2 separate regions of the Rattus norvegicus genome follow, and region 1 is linked to region 2. The links are chromatin contacts, called in public Hi-C maps. All regions are on one chromosome and are shown on one strand. Each heading gives the region's core, a stretch centred on a gene start, on an enhancer-like site or on the middle of the called end of the contact. The rest is flanking DNA. Distances are from core to core; before and after follow the strand shown.

Evidence for each region. A called contact is a pair of places that touch in the nucleus more often than the background predicts.
Region 1: a Hi-C map of hepatocytes shows a contact between it and region 2, with 2.2 times the contacts expected there. The contact joins the promoter of Scoc here to the promoter of Dnajb1 in region 2.

What each region holds. Positions count from the first base shown.
Region 1 is chr19:41,586,305-41,589,663 of GRCr8, forward strand. Scoc (short coiled-coil protein) reads left to right here and starts at 1,343. Exons shown (of 4, transcript NM_001393861.1): 1 at 1,343-1,439.
Region 2 is chr19:41,429,666-41,432,967 of GRCr8, forward strand. Dnajb1 (DnaJ heat shock protein family (Hsp40) member B1) reads right to left here and starts at 1,476. Exons shown (of 3, transcript NM_001395149.1): 1 at 1,166-1,476. The coding sequence starts at 1,376. It also overlaps a transcript of Tecr not described here.

The DNA of each region.
Region 1 (3,359 bases), core at 93-2,592, 160 kb after region 2:
GTCTGACTTCCTCAGGCAGGTACCCAAGTGTTTCAGAGAAATACATACAAGTAAAATACACATACAATAAAAAAAAATAAAACAAAACAAAACAAAAAAGCCCAGTTCTATGACCAGCGCATTCGCATTTGAAAAGAAAGTGTGTTCTTCACTACTTTGGAAAATGCCGTAGTTTTTTGACTATTGCCCCTATTCATTCTCTCTGTTACTTTGTTGGCACTCCTCTTAGAGTTACCTGGGATTTCCCTCTCTTCTTGTATTCATTGTATTCTTCCCTCAAACCCGAGTAGTAGTGTGAGCCAAATATATTCGTCTCAAACACCAAATGGAAGATACTTTATTTATAAAGGATTACGGTGACGGTTAGCAAGTCCTACTAAGTGGGGGAAGAGACACCTGGGAGCTGTAGAAATGGCTCAGCAGTTAACAGCACTTACTGCTCTTGCACGGGAAGCTATGTTGGGGGTCTTAGCATCCTTATCAGGTGGTTCACAACCCTCTGTAACCCCAATTCCAGAGATCTGATTCCCTCTTCTAGCATCTTCAGGCACCTTGCACACGCGTGCACACACGCCGCCACATATTCATGCAATTAAAAATAAAATCTTATATAAAAAAGAAAAGCCAGGAAGAAAGTATTTGTAAGCTCGCCTCTGCAGCTCAGAAAGTGGGAATATACTGTGCTTTGCAGGTGGGGATATACTGTGGTCACTGACCACTAACAGCAAGATACTTTTGTTTCAAAGGTTAGGTTATAATAAAGTGTCGCGAAAACTATCTGGCAACCCATTGTACATGTACACTTGAGTAAGAAACACAATTTTAATTAAGCCTTGGTTTTTCTGCGCCTGAGATCAGGCGACTGTTGCTCTAAGGGATCATGAAGTGGTCGGGTGAACGGTAAGTTAAAAAAATTGTCTAGAATATGGGGTACGGAGAGGAACATCCATTAGTGGTATACACTTTGTGCGTTTTCTAATCTTAGAAATAGGGATGGTGGGCTTTTAGTATTGAGGGACAGCCGATGACACTGCTCTGCTCACTCCGTTCTTAAAGGTGAAGTGACTTCCAACCTCACTTTCCAGGATCCCGGCGAGACAAAAGATCTGCAGCGAGAGCCTCTTTCTTTGGCGCGTCTTCTCTTCTGCGTCGTGATTGGTTGCTGCCTTTTTAGGACACGCCCAACACGCCTGATTGGGCGTCAATGCCCTTTTGTTAGGGCAAAGGTGGACCCCGGTGCTCTGCCAAGGGCTAGTCGCGGCGTCCAGCAGCAAGTGCGCAGGCGTGCAATCTCGAGTAAGGATTGGTGGGAGTCCGCCTCCTCGCTCGGCGCACGCTCCGTGGGCGGGAAGGGCGGGGCTGATGCTGTCAGTTGGTCGGAGAGCCGCGGCCTGAGGCGTCCTACCTATCCCGCCTTTTCCCGGCGCCTCAAACGCAAGGTGAGGCGACCCAGGCCGGCGAGGGCTCCGGCCGGGAGACCTCCGAGTCCCTGAGGGGCGGGGCGGGATGGAACGGGTCCCGGGCGGCTGACTGGATCGCGGGGCCGCGAGGCCCGACGCCCCGCCGAGCGCTGCGCAGCCGCCTTCCCGGCCACACGCCCTGGGCTCCGTGGGAAGAGCCTGACGTTGCCGAACAGGGACGGCGTCGGGGCGCGATGGGACCTGGTGGTGGGAGTCGACGCTCTGCAGTCTGAGCTACCTTCCAGCTCGCCGCAATCCTCCTGCTTCAGCCTCTGGAGTGCTAGGATTGGTTTACAGGCGTGGTGGCCTATGCCTGTCTGGGGTGGGACGTCTTTGCTAGAACCTGGGTTTGTTTCTTTGTCAGCTTTTCTCAAGCGTCCTGCGGAACAAATATTGAAGAGTAAGGTTTTGGAAGGAGGAATCATAGGTTCTGGAAAACCAAGATTTCTGTTACACCATCAGAGACTGGTGTCGTAATAGCCGTAAGGACAGAGATCCCCAAACCGTTATTCATTTTTGAGACTCAAAGCTGTGCGTAGGAATCCTAGTTTCTCTGTGCTCCAGTGATTAAACTTAAGTTTGAAATCTTTATTGACGATGTAGTTCGTCAATCGATTTCCATCGGTTTTGAAACCTCCAAAATGTCAAAGGAGAACATGAACGGATAGAAACAGATCACAATGGAGTGGATGCAGCTCGAAGCAGATAAAATTTTATATTTGTTTACTTTGTGGAAACGCCACGGGAGTCGAGTTTTTCCAACTCAGGTTAGGACCGTAATTATATTTTTGGTTGTGAGCCTAGCCTTTAACGGCTGAGCCATCTCTCCAGCCCAGGACCGTAATTATGTCTTGGGTATGAAACATGAGACAAGGCCTCTGTCTGGCCTTTATAAGGCCTAATTAGTACCACATCTGTGAATTGCATTTTCTTTCTGTTTCGGTAAAACTGTGTCTGTAAAGTGTTTAGTGCATGACTAGTGCATTGGACTTTCCATTTTTAAAAACTGTTTCTGATGAGTGGGTGACAGGTGGAAAACATCAGTTGCAGGTTCAGAGATGTCTGGTGGTTGAGTTTGGATGGATATTAGGGAAATGTCAAACTCATTTCTGAGAGTTTAAGGCAAGCCTAGGTGCCATGATGAGAAAGACAGACTAGATATTGACTGTACCCTTGACTCTGGATGCATACTGTGCTGTGAATTAAGCTGCTTTCAGATTAGGCCTGAGTTCTAATATGAGGCCTTCAGCCACATGGGTTTTTTAAAAGTTTCTTCTGTGGTCCAAACAAGTGAGTGGTGATGAAAAGGTCCATTAACATCTGTTGAATACTTACTAAGTACGCAAACACATAATTGAATGTATTAAATTCTCAGAACAAACCCGTGAAATGCAGTTAATAGTTCCATTTTGTGGATGAGGATACTGAGGCTGAGACTTTTAAACGTGACCAAATTTCAGAGCCTTAATGGAGAGTGAGGATTTTTAAATCACTGTGAGTCTTCTGAAGGAGTCTTAGAAGGTACAGTGTGAACATGTGAGGGTAATTTAGATTAAACCTGGACTAGCATTTGTCATATCCCTGAAGCCTTACTATCTCTTCTACCCTTTCTGCATTCTGGATTTAAGTTATAAAAGGTTCTCATTCACTAACAAGCTAGATACACACAGGCAGTGAGACTTCTTGTGATTTTCAAAGAAAAGTCTTTTAAAGCGCTGACATAGAGATCTCAGAGAATAATGCCTCTTTCAGAGCCAGGGTGGCTGGTAAGTTACAAAATAATTGTGTAAGGTTGTGTGAGCACACGTGTGCTGCATTTAGTGAACCCACAAATTACAGGCTTGGCAGTGCGCATGTGTTTGGGAGATGGAGGTAAGACCTCTGGAGCTTGCTCACAAA
Region 2 (3,302 bases), core at 226-2,725:
CCCTAGCTCTCAAGACAGGAGCAGACTGATCTCTGCAAGTTCCAGAAAGCCAGAGCTCTAACATGAGATGCTGGAGAAATGGCTCAGAGCACTTGCAAAGGAACTATGTTCAATTTCCAACACCCACAAAGCAGCAGACCATGGTCTAACTCTAGTTCCGGGAACTTCAATGCCTTCTCTAGAAGCGTGTGATGATGCACGGAGGTACACACTCAAATAAATTAAAAAATAAAAGTTCCAGCAACAGTGAGGTCCTGTCTCAAGTAAATGGTAACATCTTGTTCCCTTGCATGTATTACTGTCAATTCTAAGTAGCACAAGAACTTGCTGTGTAGTCTAGATTAGCCTCAAGGCAATCTTTCTGACTCAGACACCCCCGGGGTGGGGGGGATTGTCACAACGTCTGCTTCCTTTGGAAACAGCTTACCCTGTAGCTCAGATTTGCAGCAAATTCACAACGTTCCTAATTCAGCCTCCCAAGTGGAGGTGTGAGCCCCAGTACACTGCTCTCAACAAGTTTTGGTCTTAGTAAAAAAGCAGCAGAAACTATAGTGTGTGTGTGGGAGGGGGTGAGGGGAAGGAGTTACGTGTATATTTTTAAAAGCTTTTCCACTTAAGTCAAGGACGAATCTCAAGTCTTTAACTCCCAATGGCAACAGGAACAGGAAACAAACCACCCCGTTTAACTTCGTGACAACAATTCAGTAGAAAGGTCTCTAGATGTTGGTGCCACCAGGTTGACGTGACTGCTCCATCCTCCCAGCTATGCTGTAACACCTTACAAAGAAGTTCCTACGCACTAGTACCAGAAAGGTTCAACTTTGGGTAAGCACCGAGCTTGCGGCTGGGAAAGGGAATCGACACTTGGGCAATTTTCATTCCCATCGCGACCGCCGCCCCCCGCCCCCGTCTGCAGCATTCCGGCGCTGTGCAGGCGGCCGGCCGGGAGGGGCTGCGGCAGACGTGCTAGAAGCTTCTGTGCTAGCGGCGCACCCAGAGCTCCTCCTCCCGTCTGAGGCCGCCGATTAGAGAGAAGGTGGAGGAGGCAGCGCCGCCGCGGGATCCCCGGACCATCTGTCCCCCGCCGAAGCCTCAGAGAGGCCCCGAGTGCCTCGGTTTCCTCGCCTGTCAAACGGCGGGTCACCCGGGCCGCGCGCACGCGTACCTTCCTCTCCATAGCGGTCGAAAATCTCGCGCTTGCGCGGGTCGCTGAGCACGTCGTAGGCCTCGGCGATCTCCTTGAACTTCTCCTCGGCGCCGGGCTCCTTGTTCTTGTCCGGGTGGTAGCGCAGCGCCTGGCGGCGGTAGGCCCGCTTGATCTCGTCGTCGGACGCGCCGCGGGCCAGGCCCAGCGTCTGGTAGTAGTCCTTGCCCATGGCCACCGCCGCCCAGCTGTCGCCGCCTCCGGCTCCGCTGCTGCCCCGTCCCGGACTCTATATACCCGTCCGGCGGAAGCTTCCAGATCCCGCCAGCCCTCCAGAACCTTCCGCCCCTCCCGATGCGTCGCCCCACACCGGCCAATCGCTGCAGCCCGCTGCGTGACGCAGCTCATCTGGGGTGGGACCCGGCGGCCAACGGCTTTCCGCGCGGGGCCACGCCCCTTCTCTCTCTCCCCTGGTCAACGCCTTCCTCGGACGCGCGCGCCGGCTGCCGAGGTCCCGCCTTCGCGGCGGATCCAGCCAATCGCGACCCGCTCTCCCTGATGACGCGAGGGGGCGGGCTACAGAGGCGGCCCTCCCGGATGGCCGCACCCTTTCCCCAGGTGATCGCCGCTGGGCGGTTCTGATGCGTGACTTATGGTAGCTACCTGATGTGTAACTCCAAGTCTTCCTGCTTCAACCCAGGGATAAAAATACGCACCCCGCCCTCTTCTGCCCGTAACCCTTTGTCTTCCCGTACAGGCCGTTACTGTAAAGCGAGGTGAGGCTGGTCTGCCTTGGGATTGCCCCAGTCGGGCTGGGTTATTTTACTTCCTACTAATTCCTATTGGAATTAGCTGGTTTCTTGGCGTTCTTGGTGTCACTTCCTTTGCAGAGAGTGAAATCTTTTTAAGATCCACTAGGTGCTTCGTAAATATTTCCAAATACTTTGACATAGATGTTTTTTGCTTTGGCTTCGTAAGCCTGGGATGATACGGTCAAGGACACTGCTGAGTGAGGAAGAGGACAGAGCTTCTGATATTGGAAGCTGGAGGAGTCAGTGGTGGTTCTTGCAGGGAATTGCCTGGAAGACAGTGCATGAAAGGCTGACAGTAATCCTAGCACTTTCTGGCTGTGTGACTTTGTGCTGGTAAAGTAGCCATTCTGGTCTCAGTGTGCTCATCTGTATAATGGGAATGGTCGCTGTATTATGGTTAAGTTGACATTATCCAGCATTTGTGAAAGTGCCGTAGACAGACAAGGTACAAAGGAGGTGTTCTTGAAAGGGATGATTAATCATCTTGTTTAGTGGACAACTGTTGACACTCACTTTCTGGCAGCCCTGCAGCATGAGAGTCTGATAACCCTTGCCTTAGGCACCCCTGAGAAAAACAACCTTAGCCATCCCATGATGGTATAGCTGTGTGTGTTTTGATTTCCCTGACCGTACTGACCCTGTGAAAGCTGAACCAGTTGAGTCCTCCTTCCCCCAAGATGGATTTGGGGCTAGGAAACCCATTAGCTTATCAGAGAGGGTGTCCCGAACCAGTCACTTGGAGAGAACGTGTCTTTAAAGATACCGAGATATGAAGAGCCTATCCTGGCACAGTGACTTGTTCCTGTAATCCCCGTGCCAGGATGCTGCTATAGGAGGAACTCCCATGTGAGGCCAGCCTGACTTCAAAATGGGTGAATAGAAATCAAAAGTATATAATGAACAGAAGAGGGGCCCAAGGGAGAGCACAGGGCATGGGAGTTCTTTACAGTGTGTTTTTTTTTTTTTTTTCTTTTTTTCAGAGCTGGGGACAGAACGCAGGGCCTTGCGCTTGCTAGGCAAGAGCTCTACCACTGAGCTAAATCCCCAACCCCTACAGTGTGGTTTTAATGGAGAAGTGCAGGCATGCCTATGGGTGGGCCTATCTGGGTTTTACTAAGGTCTCTTACCATCTGGGGGTCTTGTTCCCCACATTGTGCAAGGGAAATCTTTGTTTGGGGACAGTCTCACAGCTGAGAACTCTAGCTCTTTAAGTAAGGCTGAAGTTTATGAGGCTTATTCATGATGGTGTTGTTATTATTATTATTATTACTATTATTATTATTATTAATGCACATTCTCACCCTCTAACCTACAGTGGTCTTGGATACATTATGTAGCCCAAGCTG